Regions from separate parts of the Mus musculus genome. Here regions 1, 2 and 3 are each linked to region 4. A link is a contact called in public ChIA-PET and promoter capture Hi-C data. All regions are on one chromosome and are shown on one strand. The core of a region is the stretch at or near the end of the contact, and the rest is flanking DNA. Distances in the headings are between cores, read along the strand shown.

Region 1 (2,700 bases), core at 35-2,534, 410 kb after region 4:
AAGTAGAATTAAGGTACCAGTTTACCTCCATGCTGCTGACCTGCTCCTTTGTCCCTTTATCACTCTGAGTTCTGCACCTAATGTCTAGGAGAATAAATTAAGGACCCTGAAGCTAGGTGCCTGGATATGGCCCAGTCTCCAAGGGGTACTCCCTTGTTTAATCCTTCCTGTGAAAACACAATGGATCACACTCTGCAGCTCTCCCCACTGCTTTGTGTTTCATCCTTTACAAATGGTGTTCAATCTCCCATCAGGGACAAAGTTCAGATCCCAAACTGGCTGCCTTCCTAAGAGCTCAGAAAATAAAGCTTCATTTTTAAGCTTCCACCTCTGAAGTGAGTTTTCTTAGCTGCTACCCTGAACACAACTCCTACTTACTATTCTTTAATTACTTCTTTAAAAACAGTTTTCAGAACAACTGTTGTGTTTTCTGAAAAAGAAAAAGAAGCCAGGGATATGTGTGGTGGAGGTGGGGTATGGTGAAGTGGAAGGTGGTATGGGGGGTGGGGGCATGCTGAGGCATCCTGTCCTCCTGAGGTACCAGCCACACAATTGTATAGTATAGAATAGAGTTTATTTTGGACATGGACAGGGGATTTGAAAGGGTAGTAGAGACAGAGAAAGAGGAACAGAGAGAGGGAGACAGGAAGCAGGGAGAGGACTTGAGAAAGAAGAGGGTAAGAAAGGAAGAGAGGAAGATCTCAGGGAGAGAGATTGAAAGAGAGAGAGAGAGAGAGAGAGGGAGAGAGAGAGGGCAGAGTGGACAAGCAGCCCTTTTTATAGTGAGTCATGCCCAGCTCGCTGTTGTCAGGAAACTGTGGGACAGAGTCCAGAAAGAAATGGCAACAGTTATGGTTCCTGTTTTAGAAAACACGTTTAAAACATTAAAGCTCTTCACTCAAAAAGCACCTGGAATTTCCCCTGAGAGAAGCACACGTGCAATCCTCCCAGATTGTGTCATTTCCACTGATAGGGGTCTGGGTTTACTGTGCTTTATCTGTGCCTAGAAGGCTGAGGAAACTGGAGATGGGTTCCAAAGAAAGAGAATGTAAACTCTTTCCACAGTGGAGGCCTGCTGTCCCTTGGCTGCAACACAGTTTCTCACTGACTTTTCTGACACTAAGCATCCTCTGACCTCCCCTTCCAGTCTTGGCCAAGTTAACAATGCCTTGGCTTACTTTACTTTCAGTTTTGTTTCTGCTGCATCCTGTGTGTGTGTGTGTGTGTGTGTGTGTGTGTGTGTGTGTGTGTGTGTGTGTGGTCAGCGCACATAAAAGAGGAACAAAGAGAGCAGGAGGGAGGAGAGCAGAAGTGAGCCTGAGGAGGCAGCAGCAGCTGAGAACTGCACTTGGACCTGTGCTGTGGGACCAGGTATATTTACTTTTCCTTTCTTTAAGGAGCAACTTAGTCTGGACCTCAGCTTGATTTCCAAGTCAAAGGGGCAACTGAGGGAGGGGGAAGGGAGGCAGATTATGAGCTCTCTGGTCTGCAGGGGGCTGTGGCTGGCTTTAGGTCTAAGAGGTCAGTTTCTTTCCTCTGACAAAGGACAGATACAAAGTTGTAGCCTGACACAGCTGGCTGCCCTGCTCTGTTGGAGAAGCTGTGGGAAGAGCCCTGGTCCTGCCTCAGCTGGGACCACAGCTACAGCTCCTGCCCTGGTTCACAGGCAGCTGTAGTCAGAGGGAAGTCTTTCTGTGGAGGAACCCTGTGAGGAAAATTCAGCACAAGAGCTTGGCAAACCTCTATCTCGAAATAACTTAGTTCCTACCTCACTGACTTTGAATTAAGTGTAAGAAAATAGTCCAGTTCTCTCTTGATGTTTATGTTGTATGAGATGTAGAGATCACGTAGTGCTATGTGCATTTTGTTTGGGCTGCTAGTCTTATTTCACATGGAACTAAGCTGCAGAGAGCCTGGTTTCTGGAATTAAGTGATGTCACCTGTATCTAACGTCTTAGGATTTTGCACATTCTCTTTTCTTGGCATAATGTCTTCATGCTCATGTGGGACTAAAGACAGGGCAGGGGAGGTAGGTTACTGTGTTGTCTGGTCTGCAGGGTCCATGGATAGCCTTAAGTATATGAAGGTCTATAAAGTAGTGTGCAGTAGAATTTTATTCCTTTTTTTTTTTTTTTTTTTTTGCTGAATAACATTCTATTGTGCATGCTATCAGACTGTGTTAATGTATGCATCTGTTGGTGATCTGTTGGTGGGAGACTGGGCTGTGTCCACATTGTGGGTATTGTAAATACAGATGCTATGATCAATACAGCTCAAAGGTCCATCCAAGTCCTTGTTTTCTAGTTTGTTTATGTTGTAATCAAAGAAGAGCTTTTAGGTCAAACATAACTATATATTATCTCAGAAGTCAGGACTGTTTCCTGTGAGGTAATATTCTGTGTTCTAGGCTGCAGAGTACAGACACCTGAGTTGTTTAAATTCCAGGTGACATGTATTTGTTTTTGCCTTGTGTGGTAGCTGTCCTTGTGTGTATGAAGTGATGCTTTGTGATTTGATTGGCACTTCCTCACTGTTTTTCAAAGCCACGTTATAATGAACACTGGGTCTGAAGAATTATTGAGCAACAAAACCAAGTAGCTCTTAAAATAACTTCATTTATGCTAAACCTGCAAACATCAGCAAACCTAAGCAAACAATTTCAAATAAATATATATGTTAACCCAAAGCAAGCCTCAGCCT
Region 2 (2,700 bases), core at 186-2,685, 300 kb before region 4:
TTGTTCCAGCCTGTCCCAGTCTCCAGCAGGTACAACTCTCTAGAGAGAGCCACATCTGGCCAGGACCAGACAGGACCACTCTGTGTGGTAGTCCTAAGTTAGAGGACATTCGGGGAACTTGTTTCCACGGTTTTGTTCTTTTTATGAAAGAGCTTTTGCTTTGCCCAGCCTTTGTTTGGGGAGTTCAGCTAATAAAGGGGCCATTTTGCTGGAATGAATTACTGATGAAAGTCCTGCTGGGATTGGCAGGAGGACGGCCCTCTGGCCTCTCTTCAGCAAGGTAAATGGGCAGTCAAGGGCACTTTGGGGTTTGCTGCCATCAGCAACTTGAAGGGTTTGGTTATTATTGTTAATGTAGAAACCAGGAGAGGCAGTTACAAAAGGCACCAGAGACTTACAATAGAAAGCCCCACTTCGTACCTGAAAAGTCCGTATGTCAGGGCTTGCTGGCCACAAATTCTAAACAATGAACTCTCTCTGCCCACTCTTAGGTTACCTGACCTCCATTACTAAAATTGTGGCCCCAGTAATGACTTGAAGCTTACTTTTCTGAACTGAGAAAGCCAGTCTTGTGTTCAGGGTGGGATAGGGATAATCAGGAGAAAAGGATGTTCTCTACGACTCTGTAACTTAAACATGGAATATTTAAACACACCTTAGGGGCTTGAGATGTACGCAGAGTCCTTATCTAGCATGCACTCCACCACACCACTGAGTCTGTGAGATGCGAGGTGCTCATCTGTAGCTCTAGCACTCGGGAGGGGGAGACAGTACGAGTCCAAGTCTGAGGCCATTCTTGGCTACATTTTGAGTTAGAAGGTAGCTTGAGCCACAGAAGAGCCTGTCTCGAAGCAAAATAAAACTTCAAAGTCGTTTTTGTCAGTGGCTAAGGGTCCACTCACTGCTTGCCAAGGATGTACAAGGGCCAGATAAAACCAGTTCTTCAGATGGGAGCTCAAGAGATGTTGGAGAAAGACAAAACACTGTTAAGCCAAAACATGTCTGACTTGCTTTCCCCATGTCTGGTGTGTACAACACTAACACACTGTCACAAGGATTCACAGACTCACAAGACACCGAGGGCCAGTTTCCTTCTGTTTGACTGAGACGCCACAGCCCAGTGTGACCGAAGTCTTTAGATGAATCAGCATTTTGCAGTTAAGTCTTCCCTCAGAATGTTGCTGTTTGCAAACAGTGCCATGGGAGGTGGCATTTAAATCAATTGACGGTGAGCTCTTGCGAATTCAGGGGCATTATTAAGAGCTGATAAAGTTAATAGAAACTGGGTAAGAGAAAGGTACCCCTTGCTACTGTTTGAGGGCATCTAGCGCCCATCAGTTCTGAGTGATTAGGCAGCAGATGCCTGGGGCAGAGAGGCCAGTGCCCAGCTTCGGATATTGTGCTGATTACAGTCTCTGTAGACTGGCTCTTTGCTGAAAGGCAAGCCAGCCATGGCATCCTGCCATTTCTGCTATTTACAGTTAGCACAGAGAACTGGAGAGATAGGCCAGTCACTGAAATGTTTACTATGCAACCCCGAGGCCCACAGGTCAGATCCACAGCACCCACAGAAACTGACCATGGTGGCATGCTCTGGGGGACAGTGACAAGCGGGTCCCTGGAGTTCACTGGCCAACCAGCTTAGCCTAAAGCATGAGTTCCAGGTTCAGCAAGAGGCCATGTCTTAAAAAGTAATAAGGTAGTAGGCTGGCGAGATGCTTTGTCTGGTAAAGCCACTGGCTTTGTAACCTGGTGGCCTGAGTTCAATCCTATGATCTCACATAAAGATGGAAGAAGAACGAATTTAACTCTGACCTATATGGGCATGCTGTGTGTGCCACACGACGCTCACCTCCCGCCATGAACAAATAAATGGTCAAAGACAAGTTTTAACAAAGGGGGGGGGGTTAAAGAAGACATCCCGTGCCAACACCTGGCCTACACACACCCATCAAAGCCCCCAGCACGAGTGTATCTTTCATTGGGATTCATGTTTTCAATCCGTAAAAGCAAAACGAAACAGGGTCTCACTACCTAGCTGTACCTGGCCTGGAATTTAGTATACTGACCTCAGAGGTACCTGCCTGCCTCTGCCTCCTACATGCTGGGATTAACGACACGCACCACCACACCTGAGAAGGTCAACATCCAAAATTCAGTTGAAGGCCTCAAAGCTGTCATTTCTTTACGTTCACCATCAGTTTTGAATGCACACTCCACATTGTGGTAAAAGTATCATTAAGAAAAAAAAGAAAAAAAAAAAAAAGAAAAAAACAGACAGACACGTGTTCTAGCTTGTAAAGCAAAGATCCTAAGACCTGGCTTGCTGATGTCACCATCTGGACTCTGTAGTGCCCTCTTTAAAATACTGAACTGAATCAAAACAATGCTCCACCAACTTCAGGTGCTTAACTAAGCGGCAGAACAGCAGCAGGAGGGAGACACCGGAAGCGCTGGCGGGCTGGCAGGCGGGCGGGCGGGCGGGTGGTGAGCAAAGAAGCTCAGTGGATGCACTCTGTCCAGTGTATCCTCTGGAGAGCAGCTGTAACCAGCATCACCACTGTCTGTACATTCCCATTTCCTCCTGCCTGGCTCCAGGAAACCACGGCCCGTGTCTTCCTGGAACACGGACTCTCTTTTATCATCTAAGCACAAGCAGGCACAGGCAACTCAGGTAAATACCGAGAGAAATGGAAGGCG
Region 3 (2,700 bases), core at 53-2,552, 380 kb after region 4:
GGTGTGGACTCTTGTGTGAGTTCTACCTGGGCCTGCAAATAGGTGGCCATGCAGAGCTAACAGATGAATAGGGGGAGAGTTCACTGAAGTAGAATTAAGGTACCAGTTTACCTCCATGCTGCTGTCCTGCTCCTTTGTCCCTTTATCACTCTGAGTTCTGCACCAAATGTCTAGGAGAGTAAATTAAGGACCCTGAAGCTAGGTGCCTGGATATGGCCCAGTCTCCAATGGGTACTTCCTTCTTTAATCCTTCCTGTGAAAACACAATAGATCACTCTGCAGCCCCACCCAACACCCTCGCTTTGTGTTTCATCCTTTACAAATAGTATTCAATCTCCCATCAGAGACAAAGTTCAGATCCCAAACTGGCTGCCTTCCTAAGGGCTCAGAAAATAAAGCTTTCATTTTTAAGCTTCCATCTCAGAAGTGAGTTTTCTTAGCTTCTACCCTGAACACAACTCCTACTTACTATTCTTTAATTACTTCTTTGAAAACAGTTTTTAGATGGACTGTTGTGTTTTCTGAAAAAGAAAAAAGAAGCCAGGGATATGTGTGGTGGAGGCGGGGTATGGTGAGGTGGAAGGTGGTGTCTCTGAGGGCTCCTGCTGAGGCATCCTTTCCTCCTGAAGTACCAGCCACACAATTGTATAGTATAGAATAGAGTTTATTTAAGACATGGAGAGTGGAATTTGAGAGGGTAGTAGAGACAAAGAAAGGGGAACAGAGAGAGGGAGGAGGAAGCAGGGAGAGGACTGGAGAAGGAAAGAGGGTAAGAAAGGAAGAGAGGACTATCTGAGCAAGAGAGATAGAGATAGATAGATAGAGAGAGAGAGAGAGAGAGAGAGAGAGAGAGAGAGAGGGAGGGAGGGAGGGAGAGGGGACAGTGATGGTTCCTGTTTTAGAAAACACAGGTTTAAAACATTAAAGCTCTTCACTCAAAAAGCACCTGGAATTTCCCCTGAGAGAAGCACACGTGCAATCCTCCCAGATTGTGTCATTTACACTGATGGGGGCCTGGGTTTACTGTGCTTTATCTGTGCCTAGAAGGCTGGAGGAAACTGGAGATGGGTTCCAAAGAAAGAGAATGTAAATACTTTCCACAGTGGAAGCCTGCTGTCCCTTGGCTGCAACAGAGTATCTCACTGACTTTTCTGACACTAAGCATCCTCTGACCTCCCCTTCCAGTCTTGGCCAAGTTAACAATGCCTTGGTTTACTTTACTTTCAGTTTTGTTTTTGCTGCATCCTGTGTGAGTGTGTGTGTGTGTGTGTGTGTATGTGTGTGTGTGTGTGTGTGGTCAGCGCACATAAAAGAGGAGCAAAGAGAGCAGGAAGTGAGGAGAGCAGAAGTGAGCCTGAGGAGGCAGCAGCAGCTGAGAACTGCACTTGGACCTGTGCTGTGGGACCAGGTATATTTAATATTTACTTTTCCTTTCTTTAAGGAGCAACTTAGTCTGGACCTCAGCTTGATTTCCAAGTCAAAGGGGCAACTGAGGGAGGGGGAAGGGAGGCAGGTTCTGTGCTCTCTGGTCTGCAGGGGGCTGTGGCTGGCTTTAGGTCTAGGAGGTGAGTTTCTTTCCTCTGACAAAGGACAGATACAAAGTTGTAGCCTGACACAGCTGGCTGCCCTGCTCTGTTAGACACACTATGGGAAGAGCTCTGGTCCTTCCTCAGCTGGGACCACAGCAACAGCTCCTGCCCTGGTTCACAGGCAACTGTTGTCAAAGGAACATGTAGGAACCTTGTGCGGAAAATTCAGCACTTGACCTTGGCAAATATTTTTTGGAAATAAACTTAGTTTGTACCTCATCATCTTTTTAAGTTTAGTAAGTAGTCAAGCTCTGTCTTGGTGTTTAGGGTTTGTGTGTGTGTGTGTGTGTGTGTGTGTGTCTGTGTGTCTGTGTGTGTGTGTGTGTGTGTGTGTGATGTAGAGATCACATGGGCTCTCTGCATTTTGTTTGGGCTGCTCTTCTTATCTCATTAAAGGGATTAAGCTGCAGAGAGACAGTGTTGTGGAATCTGTGACTTCTGGGGATTGACACATTCTCTGTCCTTGGCATAATGTCCTCAGGCTCATCTGGGACTGGAGTGCAGAGGAGGGGAGGCAAGTTATGTGTTGTCTGACCTGCAGAGGTCTGTGGCTGGCTTTAAGTCTATGAAGGTCTACAAGGTAGTGTACAGTAGTTAATTTTATTCTCTTCTCTGGCTGAATAATATACAATTTGGTGTGCCATCACATTGTGGTGGGAAACTGGGCTTAATCCACATTGTGGGTATTGTGAACACAGCTACCATGATCATTAAAGATCAAAGGTCCATCCAAGTCCTTTTTGCTAGTTTGTGCTGAAATCAAAGAAGAGCTGTTAGATCAAATGTAACTTTCCATTGTCTTAGAAACCAGGATTGTTTCTCATGAGGAAATATTCTGTGTTCTTAGCTGCAGAGTACAGACACCGGAGTTGTTTAAATTCTGGGTTACATGGATTTGTTTTCCCATTGTGTGGTAGCTGTCCTGATGAGTATGAAGTGATGCCTTGTGGTTTGATTTGGACTTCCTCAATGTTTGTCACAGGGACTGAAGAATTATTGAGGAACAATACCATGTAGCTCTTAAAATAACCTAGTTTGTGCTTAAACTGCAAAGATCAGCAAAACTAAGCAGGTAATTTCAAATAATATATATGTTAGCCCAAAGCAAGCC
Region 4 (2,700 bases), core at 141-2,640:
TCGTATTCCCCTGTCGCCCAAGTGGCATCTTAATGTCAGTCCACTCTACATCCTTGTCCAAGCTTCAGCAAAGCACTGCATACTCGGCAGAAATGTGACCGTTAGCTAAGGCCACACTTCATATGCTACTGCAGTCTGTAGATGTGAAACAGCACCTCTAAAGGGTAATAAGGCTCTATGAGCCAAACCTGGACACTCCCACAAAGATCAATTAGTCTTATTTTTCACTTTAAGGAGGATGGGAGCCCAAAAATGTTTCCTAACTAATTTGTTGCGAGTTTAAAAATACTTAAGGAGTTGGAAACTCAGTAAAGCTCTGCCCTCAACCTCTAATAAAACATCCGCATTAAGCATGGGGACTAGATGTGGGCTGAGCCGTTGCAAAGAAAGGTAACTTGAAGGATTTTAAAATAACTGAAATCTGATGTACACAGCCAAGTGTTGGGGGAGGGAAACATTAGCTGCTGGAAAAAAAGAAAGGCTTTGGCGTCTATAGAGCACACCCTGAGGCTCCCAAGGGGCTAACTCCATCCCAAACACCTCTACGCTGGAGAAGAGAGAGAGAGAGAGAGAGAGAGAGAGAGAGAGAGAGAGAGAGAGAGAGAGCCTGCTAGCCTGCTAGGGTCAGTTTGGGATGAAGGCAGAAATCCTGGCCGCAGTTGCTGGCCTAGACACCTGGCCTCCAGGGTCTTAGGATGCAGAGCAGCCCCCTCCGGCCCCTCTGGACTTGCAGGTGAGCGGACTAGTGCTCACTGGATCTCTGTGTAGACCTTCGATTTCCCCCTCCTTCCTCAAAAAGTGTAACTTCAGGCATCTTCCAGGGAGGAGAGGGGGTTGGGGAGAAGAGCAGAAAAAACAGGCCCCAGCATCTCCGGGGGTTTTGAAGGTAGGGAAGGAGAATGGCCATCCCTGCAGCAACCGCGTTTTCTCCTAGTACGCCCCTCCCCCAGTCCCCAGAACCTAGCGGCCAGGCTGTACTGGGCTCCCGGCTGGGGGTCCCTGGCGCGGACGCCAGGGCCCGCGTGGGTTGGGTGGGGTTGGGGTTAGCGGGATCCCCGAACCGCACGCTGAGTAGGCGACCACAATGTGCCTGTCCCAGAGCCCTGGGGAAGCAGGGTCACGAACGAGGGAGGGTGGACGGGTCCAGGCTGGGGCGCGCCCAGAGAACCGAGGCTAGTGGCAGGGTGCTGGCCGTCCCTCTCCATCCCTCCGCGGGTCCCCGGCACTTACCTCTGGGGGCGAGGGTATCCGCAGAAAAGGATGCCAGGGCGCGGCGAGCTGTGTCCGGGTTGGGCTCAGCGGCGGCAAGCGACCGCGGCGTCGCTGCTCATGGCTTGTCGCGCTCAGAGTGCTGCGGCCACGGCCGCGGCGGCGCCTCGGTCCTCGTCTTCTTCGCGGGCTCTGAGCCGGGACGCAGCTAACGCCCCAGCTCCGCAGCCCTGTTCCTCCTCCCCGGTGCCTCCCCGCCTGCAAGCGGAGCCGCCTCCAGCGCCGCCCCGCGCGCCGCCTGGCCCGCGGCAGCCAGCGCCGCCCAGCGCCCAGCCCCGGGGTCGCCGTCGGCTGCCGAGCCGCCGCCGCGGTGCCAGCCCCGCTGTGACGCAGGCAGCGATGCCCGGGAACTTCCTCCTCTGCCGAGACCACCAGGCGTCCAGGGCAGGCGGGCCCGCGCTGGGCGGGCCCCGGGTTCCCCACCGGGAAATCAAGCCTCTCCGCGGCTGGATGATTCCGCTGCTCAGAGCTGCCTACCTGGTTGGCACAGCAGGGAAGATCGGTCCTCTGCCTCCTGTGTGCAACCCTAACAATGCCAAAAAGCGGGTGGTTTCTGTGAGCCCGCCATCCGCTCTTACACCGCAGCTCCTCCCTGGGCTAAGTTGAAGCAGAGCGGCTGCTGCTAAAAATAGCCCTCCTGGGAACTCCCAGAGGGTCAGGTTGGAGATAACCCCTCCCCAGAGAATGAAAGGTCCAGGAAGCGGGTGGAGAGGGGGCGGTGGTATATATGAGGGGAACAGGGAAGAACGAAAAAAATCCGATGCCCGTAGTTTACAAAGCCTTAAGACCCTGGGCAACCTCAATCCCATTGACCAGCTGGCAGGAGTCCCTCGTTACTGGACCCTGCAAGATGGGCTTCTGGGCTTTGAGCAGCAGGTGCCGTTCCATATGAAAGCTCCGCCTACGATTTTGTGTGGGCAGAGGTGGGGATCGTGTGTGTGTGTGTGTGTGTGTGTGTGTGTGTGTGTGTGCAAAAGAGTTAACAATGTGCCCCGAACCACCTGTTGTTTAGACGATGTAGGGGAGGGATTCTCTCCCAGCCATTGATCTGAGCCTTGGGTTTGTCTGCCTATCTCTCTGCCCAATTATAGTTTAAAAGCACAAACTAGCATCTTGAAAGCTGGCATCTCCCTAAAAAGAAAAATTGCCTATTGGGGGAAAAAGTGCAGATAAGATCACTGTAGCAGTCGAGAGAGAGAGAGAGAGAGAGAGAGAGAGAGAGAGAGAGAGAGAGAGAGAGAGAGTTTGTCAGTAACCAGCTGGCTGTCCTCAGAGCACTTGACGCAGATAAAGAATTACTCTGCCCTGGCAGTCTGGGAGAGACAGAAGAGGACAAAAACGGGCAGCCAGCAGCCATTAACTAGTTTGTGTGCTCCTGCATGGTGAGTTTATAGAAGACAATCATTTTCCAAGCCATGATAAAAAGCAGGG

Evidence for each region. Promoter capture Hi-C pulls out the DNA fragments that hold promoters and counts their contacts. ChIA-PET counts read pairs in DNA pulled down with a chosen protein or histone mark.
Region 1: a contact with region 4 is called in an RNA polymerase II ChIA-PET map of memory CD8 T cells, with 53 read pairs. The contact joins the promoter of Gbp9 here to the promoter of Lrrc8c in region 4. A contact is called at or near these places in 2 of 115 datasets of contacts at active chromatin or transcription factors (CD8 T cells and memory CD8 T cells).
Region 2: a promoter capture Hi-C map of liver shows a contact between it and region 4. The contact joins the enhancer-like site here to the promoter of Lrrc8c in region 4. A contact is called at or near these places in 7 of 39 promoter capture datasets (the C10 cell line, the HPC-7 cell line, cranial neural crest and 4 more) and 4 of 115 datasets of contacts at active chromatin or transcription factors (embryonic hindbrain, embryonic stem cells, pancreatic cancer cells and 1 more).
Region 3: an RNA polymerase II ChIA-PET map of memory CD8 T cells shows a contact between it and region 4, with 93 read pairs. The contact joins the promoter of Gbp4 here to the promoter of Lrrc8c in region 4. A contact is called at or near these places in 2 of 115 datasets of contacts at active chromatin or transcription factors (CD8 T cells and memory CD8 T cells) and 1 of 9 other capture datasets (liver).

The regions. Positions count from the first base shown.
Region 1 is chr5:105,108,876-105,111,575 of GRCm38.p6, reverse strand. Gbp9 (guanylate-binding protein 9) reads left to right here and starts at 1,284. Exons shown (of 11, transcript NM_172777.4): 1 at 1,284-1,371.
Region 2 is chr5:105,816,201-105,818,900 of GRCm38.p6, reverse strand. No RefSeq gene overlaps it. Among named protein-coding and RNA genes, the nearest start is that of Zfp326, 59 kb to the left of the region's middle. Within about 2 kb of position 1,435, at least 27 of the 459 cell types and tissues checked have an H3K27ac peak or open chromatin away from gene starts, as enhancers often do. A contact at or near this core is called in liver, where this site is marked.
Region 3 is chr5:105,138,188-105,140,887 of GRCm38.p6, reverse strand. Gbp4 (guanylate binding protein 4) reads left to right here and starts at 1,302. Exons shown (of 12, transcript NM_001359079.1): 1 at 1,302-1,408; 2 at 2,071-2,169. The coding sequence starts at 2,155.
Region 4 is chr5:105,518,161-105,520,860 of GRCm38.p6, reverse strand. Lrrc8c (leucine rich repeat containing 8 family, member C) reads right to left here and starts at 1,390. Exons shown (of 4, transcript NM_133897.2): 1 at 1,231-1,390.